Regions from separate parts of the Mus musculus genome. Here all the other regions are linked to region 1. Evidence: chromatin contacts called from public Hi-C, HiCAR-type and promoter capture Hi-C data. All regions are on one chromosome and are shown on one strand. The core of a region is the stretch at or near the end of the contact, and the rest is flanking DNA. Distances in the headings are between cores, read along the strand shown.

What was found. Promoter capture Hi-C pulls out the DNA fragments that hold promoters and counts their contacts. Hi-C and Micro-C count contacts between places; a contact is called where the count stands out from the background. HiCAR-type assays count read pairs that join an accessible place to other places.
Region 2: a contact with region 1 is called in a Hi-C map of CD4 T cells, with 4 times the contacts expected there. The contact joins the promoter of Ust here to the promoter of Mtrf1l in region 1. A contact is called at or near these places in 1 of 484 Hi-C or Micro-C datasets (CD4 T cells) and 1 of 115 datasets of contacts at active chromatin or transcription factors (pro-B cells).
Region 3: a contact with region 1 is called in a HiCAR-type map of astrocytes, with 4 times the contacts expected there. The contact joins the promoter of Plekhg1 here to the promoter of Mtrf1l in region 1. A contact is called at or near these places in 2 of 39 promoter capture datasets (liver and pre-B cells) and 1 of 115 datasets of contacts at active chromatin or transcription factors (astrocytes).
Region 4: a contact with region 1 is called in a promoter capture Hi-C map of embryonic stem cells, with 3 times the contacts expected there. The contact joins the promoter of Tab2 here to the promoter of Mtrf1l in region 1. A contact is called at or near these places in 2 of 39 promoter capture datasets (embryonic stem cells and liver), 2 of 484 Hi-C or Micro-C datasets (CD4 T cells and embryonic stem cells) and 1 of 115 datasets of contacts at active chromatin or transcription factors (large pre-B cells).
Region 5: a contact with region 1 is called in a promoter capture Hi-C map of pre-B cells. The contact joins the promoter of Zc3h12d here to the promoter of Mtrf1l in region 1. A contact is called at or near these places in 4 of 39 promoter capture datasets (hippocampal neurons, liver and pre-B cells) and 1 of 115 datasets of contacts at active chromatin or transcription factors (large pre-B cells).

Annotation. Positions count from the first base shown.
Region 1 is chr10:5,822,565-5,825,264 of GRCm38.p6, reverse strand. Mtrf1l (mitochondrial translational release factor 1-like) reads left to right here and starts at 1,322. Exons shown (of 7, transcript NM_175374.3): 1 at 1,322-1,739. The coding sequence starts at 1,502.
Region 2 is chr10:8,517,314-8,520,105 of GRCm38.p6, reverse strand. It overlaps Ust (uronyl-2-sulfotransferase), which reads left to right and starts at 1,281. Exons shown (of 8, transcript NM_177387.3): 1 at 1,281-1,956. The coding sequence starts at 1,707.
Region 3 is chr10:3,738,996-3,741,779 of GRCm38.p6, reverse strand. It overlaps Plekhg1 (pleckstrin homology domain containing, family G (with RhoGef domain) member 1), which reads right to left and starts at 1,403. Exons shown (of 17, transcript NM_001159942.1): 1 at 1,240-1,403. All of the region lies in intron 1 of Gm30164 (a long non-coding RNA gene), which reads left to right.
Region 4 is chr10:7,954,824-7,957,580 of GRCm38.p6, reverse strand. It overlaps Tab2 (TGF-beta activated kinase 1/MAP3K7 binding protein 2), which reads left to right and starts at 1,458. Exons shown (of 7, transcript NM_138667.3): 1 at 1,458-1,780.
Region 5 is chr10:7,831,088-7,833,813 of GRCm38.p6, reverse strand. It overlaps Zc3h12d (zinc finger CCCH type containing 12D), which reads right to left and starts at 1,344. Exons shown (of 6, transcript NM_172785.3): 1 at 1,252-1,344.

The DNA of each region.
Region 1 (2,700 bases), core at 73-2,572:
ATTTGATTCTAAACAGAGAACAGTTTGATCAGCAGTGAACCACCATGGTCCAAAAAACAGCTAGTAATCCAGTAGAATTCGCAAGTAGACTAAGCTTCAAATTCTGCATCCTCAGGAGTGGCTTGTCTGGTTTATTCACATCCTGTTACCCACTTCTCTGGTAGGCAGTGGTTAAGTCTTTTGAATTGCAAATACATAAGTTAGTAGTCAGGAGGGTGGATGTCCACTAGAGGGAGGCCTTTGATTTTTCTCTCTTTCTTTTTTTAATTGCAGGGCTGCAGACAGCCTTGAGCAAGGTAAGCAAGTACTCCCCGAGAGTTACAACTTCAGAGCAGAATGAGGAAAGTTTTAAAATGCTTCATTGTGTTGTAGTTTGTTAGTTTTAACTTGGATATGGAGGAGGAGGGAGCAACAGCAAGAAAGTGAGAGAGCAATGGAGAGTCGGATTGAGTGAATCAGAATGTGAGGCAGGAAACGGAGAAACCTAGTGCTTGGTGTGGTGGGTGACGATAGGAAAACAGATTTTGTAGCGTCCCTGGGAGGTTTAGTAGGATATGCCTGTCCTTGAAAGGAACCTATGTCAGATGACCACCCTATAATTAAGCCTTAGAGACTGGAGATAGATGACTTCTGTGGCTGTGGACTCTGTGCCTGCTGGTCGCTTGACTATCCTTAAGTCTCACAGCCTTGAGAAGCAAACCTTCACCTTCAGACTGCAGACACCTGCTGTTCACTCCAGCCTGGCTCGCTGGGGAACAGGTCTTGGGGAGCAGCCAAACTCGGCCTGAGGGCGGAGTCGAGGCTTCAGAGTTGGTCTGGAGGTGAGGCTTCTGAGTTCAGCCTGTAGGCGGAACTAGGTGGAGCTCCACCCTGAGAGACGAGGCGGAGGAAGCGCTTCCTCCAGGAGCCGACCCGAGAAGGCGGGACTGAGGCGTTAAAGCTCCTTCCCTAGAGAACAGGGCTGAGGAGGCGGAGCCGCGCTTTTGGAGTTTCCTTTGGAGGGCGGGGCCGAGGAAGCGGAGCTGAGGCATTGGAGCTCTTCCCTAGAGGCCGGTCTGAGGAGGTGAAGTTCTGTCTCAAGGCGGGGCTGAGGCATTGGAGGCACTCGCTATCTCAAGGTCACGCCTAGGCAGCAGAGCTCGCCCACTAGAAGTGGGAGTCAGGCGTGGGTGGTTTCCACGCCCCCGTGGAGGCGGGGCTGAGACGGTGGAGCTCCGCCCTGAGGGGGGCGGGCTGAGGCCCCAGACCTGTCCCATTTGGAGGAGGAGCTGAGAATCCGGAGCCCCTCCCCTGGGGTAGGGCGGAGACTTCGGCGCTCGGGTTGGAGGCGGGGCAAACGCGTCCAGACCTCCCTGCCCGCTTGCCTTTTGACTTTAGAGGACCTCCAGGCTGTACTACGCTTTGCCGGAAGTTCTCGTAACATTTCCGGCAGAACATTTCTGGATCGGAGACCTTCCTAGAGTGTTTGTATATTTTCTGCTAGGTGGGCGGCCCAGCCAGGATGCGGAGCGGGTTTCTGAGCGGTGCCCGGCGCCTGTGGGCCCGCCGCGCCTTCAGCCGCACGCCGCCGCCTTCCGAGGAGCTCCTCGCCCGCGGCGGGCCCCTGCGGGCCTTCCTGGAGCGCCGCGTGGGCTCGGAGGCCGGTGGTCTGGACGCTGGGTACCCCCAGCTGGCCGCGGCCGCCCGACTGCTGAGCGAGAAGGAGCGGGAGCTGCGGGACACGGAGTCATTGCTGCACGGTAAGCCACCCGCTCTAGTGGGTTCGGAAGCCATCTGCGTTCCAGATCTTGTCACTAGGGTTCTGACAATCCTCCATTGGGCTCTCTAGAGCAGTCCCTGGACAAGGTGCTCTGCCAAGTTAGTCCTCTGAAGTCACTAAGGTTCTCGGTTGCTTCCTCTCCCCTCCTGGTGTAAGACCCCCGAAGCTAGGCCTCCGCTCAAGTCCCGGGATGAGCTGGCCAGCACCCCAGTGACCCGAGAGAAAACCACACCTGATGCAAACTGCAAGAGGTTTTATTATCAGCTAGCTGAGGACGGTGCCGGGCAGGGGAGTTCGACCCCAAGCAGTGGCAGTAGGGGGCTTTTAACAGCTAGCTGAGGAATTGGGAGGAGTTGGGAGGAGAGTTGGGAAGAGTTGGGAGGAGTTGGGAAGAGAGTTCTTCTCTTTTCTGTGTCCTTGGTGAAATTTACAAGGCAGGAGTGGGTAGTGAGTTCTTTCTGAATTTTTATCTCCGTGTCCTCAGCACAGGAAGGCAGGCATCTCTGGTTGTAAAGTATAGAAACAAAAAGGCTTTTTGCTGGCTATAGAGAACAAAGAGCTTCTTTCTGGCTGTATTTTTAGAGATCAGGGAAAGCAAGCTTGGGGAACGTCCAGGGGCTTTCTTTACCTTCCAGGGAGAAATGCTCTGTAAGTTGGGGTCTCACACTGGCAGCTCAGCTGCACAGGAAAGACTCGCTAGTCCCAGCAGAGGAACTAAAGCCGCAGGTGAGTGTATGGCATTGGCACACTGCAGTGCAAGAGGAGCGATGCACTGTATGGTTAGAACTCGAGACCTGGAAATTCATGTTTCCCTCGAGATTCCAAAGTGTCTGCGTTCCTAAAGCCTCCAGAGACGTCTGCCGAGTAGAACACACTTGGGAACTTAAGGCTTGATTCAGAGACCCTGCCTCGAAGAAAGTGGGAAGAGGGATTGAGGTTGG
Region 2 (2,792 bases), core at 32-2,531, 2.7 Mb before region 1:
CTTGTTCACAGTCCTACCTACCTGCTTATGTCACTAAATGTCACTTCTGTTTCCAACTTAACTCAGCTTGGAAAAGAAAAACATTATTGGAGAACTGTCTCCAACAGATTGTTTTTTTGCTCCTGTCTGGGGAGCATTTTCTTGATTGCTAATTGATGTAGGGGGGCCAGGCCACAGCAGGCAGAGAGCCGTTCCTAAGCAGGTGGCCCTGGACAGTACAAGAAAGACGGCGGAAGGTGAACCTAGAACCCGCGTAAGCACATTTCTCCAGTTTCTGCTCCAGTTCCTGTCTCTAGGTTCCTCCTGCCTCACCTTCCCTCCACAATGGACTGTAACTGGTAAGCCAAACAAATTCTTTTTTTCCTCCATGTTATTTTGGGTCATGATGTTTATCACAGCAACAGAAAAACAATCTAGGACACTGGAATCACAATGTAACTCTTAGGCCATATCACTTGTGTATCTGGTGATTTGTAAAAACAAAAACGATTAAGTGTGTTTGATAGAGCAGCCCTGTTCTCGGATAGGTCTCTGGGAAGCTCCGTGGGCTCTTTCAGTTCTAGAAACTTCCCAGCGGTGGGAAGAGAGATGGTGAAACAGGTCTGTGAAGGCACAGAGCCTTCTCCTTTTATATCTGCTGTAAGGTCTTCCTCCAGTCAGTGGAGTACCCTTGTTTTCAGTGGAGTGCTTGTAAGACGAGGGAGGGCAAGAAAAAAGCGCCCTCTGATTCTGAGCCAAGGGCGTGAGCTATGCCTGGCTCTGCCGAAACCACCCACCTCTTGCCTTTTACCGTCCCGGCTAGGTCTTGAACCCATATCCCAGCACATTTTATATCGGCTTTTGGTAGGTGGGTCGCTTGGGATATAGAAAGAGAATCAAGTTCCCCAAATGAAAAGACAAACGTAGTCAAATCCTCCAAGGCGACTGTTTACGAGAGGGAAGTCAGCGGGCCCCAAGAGGTCGCTGGTAGCGCAGGAACCGAGACCAGATTGTAGAGAATGGAGGAGGAAAAAAAAAAAATCCACGCACCCAAAAACTTTCTTCCTTGTTGCTGATCCTCGGCCCCCTCCTCCCTCCCTGCCCGCCCCAGCAGAAGCCGTAATGTGACACCGAGTCCAGCGTCGAGCCCAGGGTTGGAGAGGGAAGGGAGGGCCGGGGAGGGAGGAGAGCGGGCCGTCTCGCGCCAGAGAGAAAGGGGAGGGGAGGAGAGGCGAGGAGGGAGGGAAGCCCCTGTCAAGGAGGTGGAGCGAGAGGGTGGTGTCCGCCTCCCGATCCTCCCTGCCTTGAGCTAGCCGAGCCTGAACTGGGACCAAACACACCGCCCGCGACCCACACAAAGCCCGGGGGGTCCACGCTGGCGCTGGAGGCGAGCCGGGAGCGAGCCCGGGGCGCGGCGGGACTTGGGGCGCAGGGCTGCTACGGGACGCGGGGCTGCTAGCAGGACGCGCGACCAGGCGTGGGTTGCGATCGCCACCCCCACGGCGGGGCCCGGGACATTTTGGGCCCTTTGGGGCCGCAGCGAGCGGTGGGGACCAAGACGAGCAGAGTACCCTGAGCCCGGCAACTTCGGCCCCTCCCCGCCCCCACCCGGCTGCCCTCAGCGCGTCCCTCTCCATGTGCAGACAGCCGGCTAGGCGCTCCGGCTGGCGGCGGATGGGTGACCTCTTCCTGGCCGGGGCGGGCTGTTCGAGGCGGCGGAGCCGGCGATGAAGAAGAAGCAGCAGCAGCATCCCGGCGGCGGCACGGATCCCTGGCCCCATGGGGCCCCTGTGGGGGGCGCCCCTCCGTGCCTGGGCAGCTGCAAGCGCCGGATCCCGCTGCTGCCTTTCCTGCGCTTCTCCCTCCGGGACTACGGTTTCTGCATGGCTACCCTGCTGGTCTTCTGCCTGGGCTCCCTCTTCTACCAGCTCAGCGGGGGACCCCCTCGCTTCCTGCTCGACCTGCGGCAGTATTTGGGTAGGGAAGGGCTGCGCCAGCCCCGCAAAGTTGGGCACTCGGGGAAAGGGTGATAAGCGGGGAACATCTAAAGCTGTCACGGCCACCACGGTCCCCGAGGCTCCCCAGGTGGGATGCCACTGAGCATCCCTCAGTGAGGCAGCTGGGAGCGCCTGCTTCCTACAGTACTCTGGGCTGCCCGCAGCGACGGGGGACTCCGGGCAGGTGTCCCAAGCCCGGACACCACGTACCTGTCCCCGAATCGCCACTCCAACTGGGGCAGAATAGACATGTGCATGTTTGTGAATATTTGTGTGTATGCTGGCCTGGCGGTGCGTGCACAGTCCTCTCTAGGATGTGGTTAACAACTTACAATCCTGTCCCGTCTGGCTTTTCCCTTCTGAGTTGTGTGGGCTGGTTTAACCCCGCTTTCCAGTCACTTTTAGATATTCTATCCACTGGGTCCCCCGTTTGTGAGTTGGCCCAGGTGATTCCAGTCTTTCCCTAGGTTGGTTTGTTCCTTGGCAGCACCTGCGCACCCCGCGGACTGCAGCGAGAGTGCGGGAGAAATTGGGGCTGTTTCTAGGTGCCAGTCAACTGTGCCGCCTTCGAAATTCCGCCCCGTATGTGTCTTAAGTCAACTTTTTTTTTTTTCTTTTTGGTTCGTGGCTGAAAAAGGAAGAGGTTGGAACCCAAGAAAACAGATTTCAGTGAGGTATGACCTCGCTGCTCTCTCATCCATGATTCTGAGTGCCAAGGCTTGGCCAGCACTCGCTCAGGTCCCAGGGATGATGCTGGCTCCTGTGCCTTGGCTGAGGGAGGGTGTAAATTCCTTGACTTCTGTGGCCAGGAGAGGT
Region 3 (2,784 bases), core at 154-2,653, 2.1 Mb after region 1:
CTTTAACAGTGAGGAAGTACAAGCTACCAGGATTGCTTTTCCTCACGTCCCACACAGTGTAAGGCTAAAGTTGAGAGGTTTTAGATCTCTGACACGATAGACTTGGATACACTTTAAAAACAAAACAAAACAAAAAAAAAAAACAAAAAAAACATCAGTTTAACAACAACAACAAAAACCAAAACTCATCTATTCTTTGAAAGTATGCGAACTCCAGAAACTGAGAATTCAAACAGGCTGACCACAGGTTTTAACGCAATCTAAGCCTGGAATTCAATTAAACGTTAAATCTGACCCAGACTTAAGGCATCCTACTGGTTTTGTATCCAATGTGTATTCAGTTTGTATCCAGAGTGCCCCTAATCCCCAAAACAACCCTCCCGAGGTGACTGGGTTTCCTGAGAAGATAAAATCGCTGTCAAAATAGGTGCAGTAAGCTCTGGCCACCTGAAGGTGGTACAAAGAGAGCGCCAAGAGCCGCCAGAGCTTAATGAAATTCCAGGGTTGCACACACAGTCAGCTTTACACATACCAACTTCATACAACACATCCAAGCAATCAGCTACATCATTGTTTCTCAGGAACATTGTGAAACTGAGGAAGCCAACCACCCTCTCCTCACTGGGCGTCCTGGACTGTAGAGCTCTGAGACTCCATGGGGGACACAAAGAGGGGGTCTGCTCTAGCAGTCACCCCGGGGCCTGCTGCCCGCCCCCCAACAACCTTTTCCTCTGGCCAACAGTCCACACAGTCGTAGCCAGCTAGGTATTACCGTGTGTCCGGGTGACGGATGGGGCACAGCTTCTAGACTCCCGGGTCACTCCTATAAAGCGCTGACTTGCTGATTTGGGGGCGCCCACGCGAGTTTCTGCCCCACGCAGGACTGCTCCTAGCTGGAGCACACAGCACTCCCCGCCATCGCGCCCGCACCGCTGTTGGGGTGTTGTCCAGACTGTCCTATTTGGGGATAGTTCCGCTTGACTTGGGGGCGCGGGTGGCACACGGCGCGCTTGAGCAAACTTCGCGGAGCTGCAAACTGCAACCCGGGTGGCTGCAGCAAGGGGCGGGAGCGCCGGGCTAGCAGGTCCTGCCTGAGTCGACCCCATCAGTCGACTGCCAACGACCCCATCAGTCCCCTCCCAGGAGCAGCGCTCAGAGACACCCCCCGCCCCGCCCCCCCCCCCCCCCCCCCCCCCCCCCCCCGCCCAGGGCCAGGCACTGCGATCCCGCTCTTCCCACCTGCAGATTCGGGGCGCGTGGCCGAGGTCCCCGGCTTCCCTTGTCTGGTCCCTGGAATAGTCTCGGCGGAGCTTACGGGAGAGGGGCGGCTCCCGAGCGCTGGCTCCGCGGTGCGCTGCGCTCCAGCGCCGGCTCCGGCGGCCCCGAGCCCTGCAGCTCGCCTGGCTCCACTTCCTCTTTCCCACTCTGCTCCCGGCGTGTCCCGCCCCGCCCCGCTCCTCGGTCCGCTGCAGCGGGTTGCGGTCCCCGCCCGCCTCCACGGGGCCCTGCGGGAGGAAAGAGGCAGAGAGGAGGAGGCAGCTCAGAAAGAGATTAAGCTTGCTCTCTGGAGCTTTGCCAAAGACAGCAGTCAAATTACAGCCTCTGGGGGGAAAGTTTTTGTCTCTTTTCTTTTTTCTTTTCTTTTCTTTTCTTTTCTTTTCTTTTCTTTTCTTTTCTTTTCTCTTCTCTTCTCTTCTCTTCTCTTCTCTTCTCTTCTCTTCTTTTTTCTCTTCTCTTCTCTTCTCTTCTCTTCTCTTCTCTTCTCTTTCCTTTTCTTCTCTTTTCTCCTTTTCTTCTCTTTCCGTTTTCCTTTCCCTCTTTTTCTTTTTGTTTTTCTTTTCTCTCTTCTCTCTTCTTTAAAAAAAAAAAAAAACTCCCTGCTACTGTGTTAACAGCCACATCGCTTTCTTTTTTCTTCTCTTCTCTGGGCTGTTGGGGTACAGCTAAGCCTTGGACATGGCCACTTCCCAGAGTGTTCTGAAATCGGATCCAACACCGTTTCTTTGCATCCAAACTCGAATTTCACACTGTAGCTTATGATGTCACAACACTAGGAAATGGGAGAAGGGTGCTTACTGGGTTCAGGCATCAGCACCCCCACCACCCCAGTGAACATACTGGATGACCTTTGATTAGAGAAAGCAAAAGTGGAAAAGGAGGCAGAGACCTTTGCGACAGCCAGATGTTTAAAGGCACCCATAAGGTAGGACAATAAAAAATAGGACCTCTATCACAGGTGCCTTTTTGGTGACATTCTTGGTAGCACTTGGCACCTTTCAAACAGGTGTGTCAGATATGCCTGTGTTTCACCAGGCGTAGTAAGACACAGCCACGCACTCTGCTTGATTCTAAGAACTTCATCTCCCTGTAGTACACCACATATTATAAAGTTTTATGGTACTGGGTGAGAGGGTTTTTTGTTTTTTGCTTGTTTTGCTTTTTTAATAAACAAACAATTCACCTTTCAATGTGTCCACATTCTGAGTAGCATAATGAACTCTGGCCGTCCTGCCTGCTTCCCCCTGGTATGCAAGTCATTCTTTTGTCCAACATATAGTTACTACTGCTGTGATGAAACACCATAACTAAAAGCCAAGAGGGCAGGGAAACCCTTGGCTTTCACGTCCACATCACTATTCAACATTGGAGGAAGTCAAGGCAGGAACTCAAGCGGGGCAGAAACCTGGAGTCACCTGCTAATGCAGAGGCCATGGAGGACTGCTTACTAGCTTGCTCAATCTGCTTTCTTACAGCACCCAGGACCACCAGGCCAGGAGTGACCCT
Region 4 (2,757 bases), core at 209-2,708, 2.1 Mb before region 1:
AGTATTAGGGCTCAATGGCGTCTGTTACTGTGAATTAATGAAAACAGCATCTACTATGTGAATTATAATTTACTTTTACTTCGAACACAGAAAAAACACTTTTTCAAAGTATATACTTTTACTTTCTTAATGTCAACCGAGAGAAAAATTTAAAAGTTCCAATGTTGTAAATCATTAGCACTCTGACTTCTGGCGGGCTAAAAGTTTTTAAGTAGAGCTAAACCCCAATATTTCAGGTACTTTGTAAAACTGAGTGTAAAAAGGAAGTGAAAGGGTTTTAAGTGTTTAAAAAAGGGGCTTTAAAAACAATAAGCAATAAGCACCTATGGAGCTTATACTGATAACAGAATAATAAAAATAGTCCTTCCGGATTTTTTTCGGTAGTATGAATTTCTTCAAGGAAGAAACTGGCAGCGATATGCACACTTTGGACAGGGTCAAGAAGAAGAAAAAAAAAGCCTTTTTTTTTTTTGCCATATGAAACCGCCAAGATTTTAAAATATTTTACATTGTGAGAAACATCTGAACGTTGACCACCACCACCCAACCCCACCCCACCCCGAGGGAAAACGAAGCACATCTTTAAGAAGATAGAAACCAGAAGTGTCCCCTCCCCCGCGTCTCCCCTCGAAGCTAAAGTGTCTTTGGCTCTGCTTCTAGGTCTTCTAGGAACGTGCAGTTACAATCGCAACGACTCGCTTGATTCTTTAGATCGTTCTCTCTGCGGGCCCCCACTGCTGATCAAGGAAAGTCCAGCGGCCGAGCCAAACTCCGCTCGGGTCCCGCGGCTTCCAGGACGCGTCCCGCACCGCCCGGTCTCCATCCGACCCGCCGTCCCTCCCGGGTCACCCGGTAGCTCGCGGCCTGGGCGCGGCCCGGCTCCAAGGGGGTGTGTCCGGCTCGCGGCCCCGCAGCCCCGCAGGCCCGGCGCTCGCCTCCGCCTCAGGCCCACCTGCCCCGCGGCCCGTCAGGGCCTGCAGGGTCCCGCCCGTCTCCCCGAGCTGGGCCGCCGGCTCGCACGGCTCGCCCTGCTCGCACAGCCCGCCACCCGCTTCCGGAGCCGCGAGGCCCTCGGCGGCGCGCGCACCGCTCGGCTCCTCTCTCTCTCCCTCCCTCCCTCCCCGTCCGAGCGTGAGGGACCCGCGTGCTCCTCCTCAGCCCGCGCCGGGACGCGTCCCCTCCGGCCACGGCGAGCCGGGAGTGGGGACGGCGGCTGGCGGAGGTGGGGCGTGGACAGAGCATCCCCGCCACCCGGCGGAGGGAGGCCTCGTCACGGCCGCCGCCTCAGATCTCGCGGTGTTTGCCGGCCGCCGCGCCGCCATATTGTGTGGCCGTATTTTGATGCGGACTGGGCTGGCGGAGCCGCGGCGCGAGCGGGCGAGCGAGCGAGAGCTGGGGGGGTGGGGGGAGGGCAGGCGAGCGGCAGGGGGGTGGGGGCGGAGGGAGGCAGGGCGGCCGTGCGAGCCGGAGCCGAGCAGCGGGCCGCGGCGACGCCGCCCCGGCCATCGCTTTGATCCGCGGCAGGCGCCGGCGGCGGGGCGCCCCAGGCCGACCCCCTCCCCTCCCCCTCAGCCGCGAGCGGCGGCGGCGGCCGGAGGGAGTTGGCGGCGGCCGGGCGGAGGGGGCCGAGCGGGGAGGGAGGGAGGGCTGAGGTGTCCCCCCTGCCGGGTGGAATCGGCGCTGGCGGCGGCCGCGGTGACGACGGGGGAGACGGCTGCCCAAGTGGGAGAGGCGGCGGCGGCGGACGAGGAGGAGGGGGAAGCCGCGGCGGCGGCGAAGGGTAAGCGGACGGCGCTGCGGGGCCTCGGCGGGATCCCTCCCCACCCCCCACCCCCCCCACCCCCAGCCCGGCTCCCCGCGCCTGCAGCGGCTCGGGGACCGGCTCTGCCTGGCGCGCGAAGCCCTAGCGGGGCGTCCGCGCCTTCCTCGCCTTCGTCCGCCGCTCCGCCCGGGTCCTGCCCGCGGTGGCGAGGCGCAGGGAGGCCCCCCAAGTCCTGCGGGGAGGGTGGGGGCGGGGAGCCTGGGGCCTGGCCTGGGCTCCGGGGCGTCGGGGGAGGGGGACCGGGCCTGCCCCGGAGCCCAGCGCCGGAGAGAGCCGGGGGTGGGGGTGCCTTGGCCCCCGGTCCGCCCCCAGGCCTGTGATCTGGAAGTGGGAGGGAGGGAACCAGACGCCTTTGGGGGAACCCAGGTCTGGATAACGATGACTTCGGGGCCCGCGAGTTAAGGGAGAGCCGGGGAAGTTAAGTGCAGGGTAAAGAGGAAGCACCTCTCTCGCTTTGCTTTCCGATTTTGCTTGTCTGCAGCCTTCTTCCAAATGGGCAGCACGCCCCGCTGTGAAGAGGTTGGGGCCCCCTTAGAGTCCACAGGACTACTCTGATTTTCTTGCCCCGAGATAGTGGTTGGAAGAGGAAGACTTAACAAGGGTCCCTGGGTGTTGCTGACAGGTGACAGGTGGATCTGTCTGTTGCTGATGCTGTAGAATCCTTGGCTCATAATTGTAGGCCGAAAGTGTCAGGGAGCGTGTGAGTTTGTATTTACGTGTTTGGCCAAGTTTCATTCCATATATAGTATATTTGAGATGCTAAGTTTCCATTCAAGTCAGCTTAATTGTTATGGAGGAATTCTTCAAATGTTTCTGATAAGAGGGGTTTTCAGGAGAGTGGTGGAGACTTGCAGCCTCCTGGAGCTTTTATTCGAGTCTCCGTGAAGTTCGGGTTCCCAAAAGCATTGCAGGCTGTTGGTAAATGGGCTTCTAGT
Region 5 (2,726 bases), core at 95-2,594, 2.0 Mb before region 1:
GAAGTCACAGAGACTCTAAGATTTCATCCCACAGGGCTGATTTTTTTTTTTTAAGCCTGCTCACTTCTGCCTTTTTAAAAGAGAATTTGTAATTTAAAAACTTATTGCAGAGGGCTAGGCCTGTATCTTAGTAGCAGGGTGCTTGCCTGGCTTGCACAAGGCCCCATTTTAACCATCTCTAAGCTCACCTGTATGGGTGAGTAGTCTACACTTTGCTCACCCATCTCCAGAACTCTCCATCCCTTGAAATCCATCCTCCTGAGCCCCCAAGCCCTGCCCTGCCCTAGCTAGTAGCCATCTTTCTGCTGTGTCCAGGAATCTGGCCCACAGGAGTGGGATCGCACAACATGTATCCTCTGACACTATTCATTCTACTTAGCTCAACAACCTCAAGCTCCTACCGTGTTGTGTCCAAATTTCCCTTTTGTTTGAGGCAGAATCACAACCCATGTGGATTATGAATCATAATCCATATGTGTGTGTGTTCACTCACAGGGGCTACTTTGGCTGCTTCTGTCTCTTGGCTACTGTCACTCAAACTGTTATGAACATGTTCTGGCCTGGACTTTTGTTTTCTCCTCAGACTTACTCCCTGCCACCCCCATCCTTCTCTGCTGCTATAGGTAACTTACAGGCATGCTTGAAGCATTTAGAGCCATGGGCCATAGACCTATCCTTAGGCCAGGTCCATATTAGCATCATCAGGCCTGGGAGAAAACTCCCTAATCTTGGGTGACAAAGCTTGGGTTTCTAGTTCTGCAAAGAATTAGCCATATCAGGCTAAGACCAATCAATCTCTTCATCAGTCTTGAGGCTGCTGCCAAAACTCCTGATCTCTCTCCAGCCAGGAAAGTAGACCCCGCCGAGCCACTGTCTAGACTGGTAGACACTTTAGTGAGCCTGGAAAGAATAAAGCAATGTCCACTCCTGAACGCCACAGCATTCAACGTTGCTACGAAGCCCGCAGATGGGAGGTTTACTTCAATTGGCTGGATTAACCCCCGTCCTCCCCCGTCACACAGAATGATCCTTGATAAAACTGAGCAGACCCTGCATCTAAAGGCAGTTAATGATGCTTACCGTATTTCCGTAATTTGAACACCTAACAGAACGTCTCAGGTGTGAGAAGCCAGGGTGTTGAGGGCAGTCCTGGCTCACACACCTGTCTCTAACATGCCCTTCTCCCATGCCCTTGACTGAAGTCTGTACTGTGCCTGCCACGTTAATTGATAGCAGGGCACAAGCACTCACCAGCAGGGTGTGTCCCTCGGGCTCTCACAGCAGACTTGGCCCAGCTGCCTGAGCCTTCCCAGTGCCCCTCTCTTTTCAGCTAGGGAGTGCTCTGCTCAGTCCCTCAGGAGTTGCTGGAGTCAGAGGAGGGCCAGCGCCCAGGCCACACCCCTGCTAGAAGCTGATCCAAGCCTGCGCTCCACTTCCTGCGCAAGGCACGTTCAGCTGCAAAAGGTACTTACACTTTGTGTTAAAGAGAAAAGGAAGAAGGCAGTGAGAGGTAGGAAGTTCACGCCTCCGCCCCAGTCAAAGCAAAGTACAGCAACCGTGCAAAACAAACGCGCCTCCTCCCGGGACAGCCAGGAGTCCAAGAGGGCAAAAGCACCGCGAATGGAATCGGAGGGTGAGAAGAGCTGCTAAGTTCCCACTCCTGGTGGCTGGGAAGCCCATCTGCTTGAAGATGCTCTAGGGGAAGTCGATGCTCAGCTGAAGAAGACCATAGACTGTCAAAGGGAAGCGGGAAGGGCAAAGACCGCCTCAAGTTGTTCATGGAACTTGGGCTGAGAGGATTCTGCCCGTCACCCACAAAGCCAGGAGTCTCAAGAAGTAATGACCCCCTGTGGAAAAAGGGCTCAGCGGCTCTCTTTACTGCAGTCCTACATGGAGTGAGTGACAGCTTTCTCTAACTGAGGAGCTCACATCTGATCCCAGGCCTACACAATGCACCATTCAGCCGCTATACATAGAGCAAGTACAGAGAGCAGACTCAGAATTCTGTTTCCTGAATTTGGGGTCTTTCATAGCAATGCAAAAAAAAAAAAAAAAAAAAAAAAAAAAGGTATAGCAGCCCACCTCCCACCAGATAACACCCCTAACAAAGACTTCTTCAAGGATATAGCTAAGGAGTTAAGCTGAGTTTTGAACCCGGGACTTGGGTCTGAGGAAGCAAGAATGCCCTGGCTTTCTCCTGGGTGATGGAGATTAGAAATCAGGTCCTCCTGATTTCTAATCAGGAGGAAAAAGGGCTCGGCGGCTCTCTTTACTGCTTGCACAGCAAACACTCTTACCCACTGGGTCATTTATGTTTTTTGAAACACCGTCTTTGTATGTATTCTAGGCCATCCTTGAGCATGCTATACCTAGGCTAGCCTTGAACTCAGTCCTCCTACCTCGGCCTCCCAGTGCTGAGATTAAAGGTGTGAACTACCACACCTAGCCTTGAGAGCTTAGGTCTAAGACAACAGGTCTCAGAAGCTCTGGGAAGATTATTAAGATGGACCGGGGATATGGGATATAAAAATCTTGATTTATAGGCCATTGAGATGCCTTAGCAGGTAGAGGCACCCATGGCCGAGGCTGATAACCTGTGATACCTAGGACCTACATGTGGAAGAAGAGAACCCATTCCTGCAAGCTGTCCCTTGACCTTGACACACACTGTGGCAGAGTGCACATACACACACACACACACACGAAATCCTAAAATTATGAGTAGA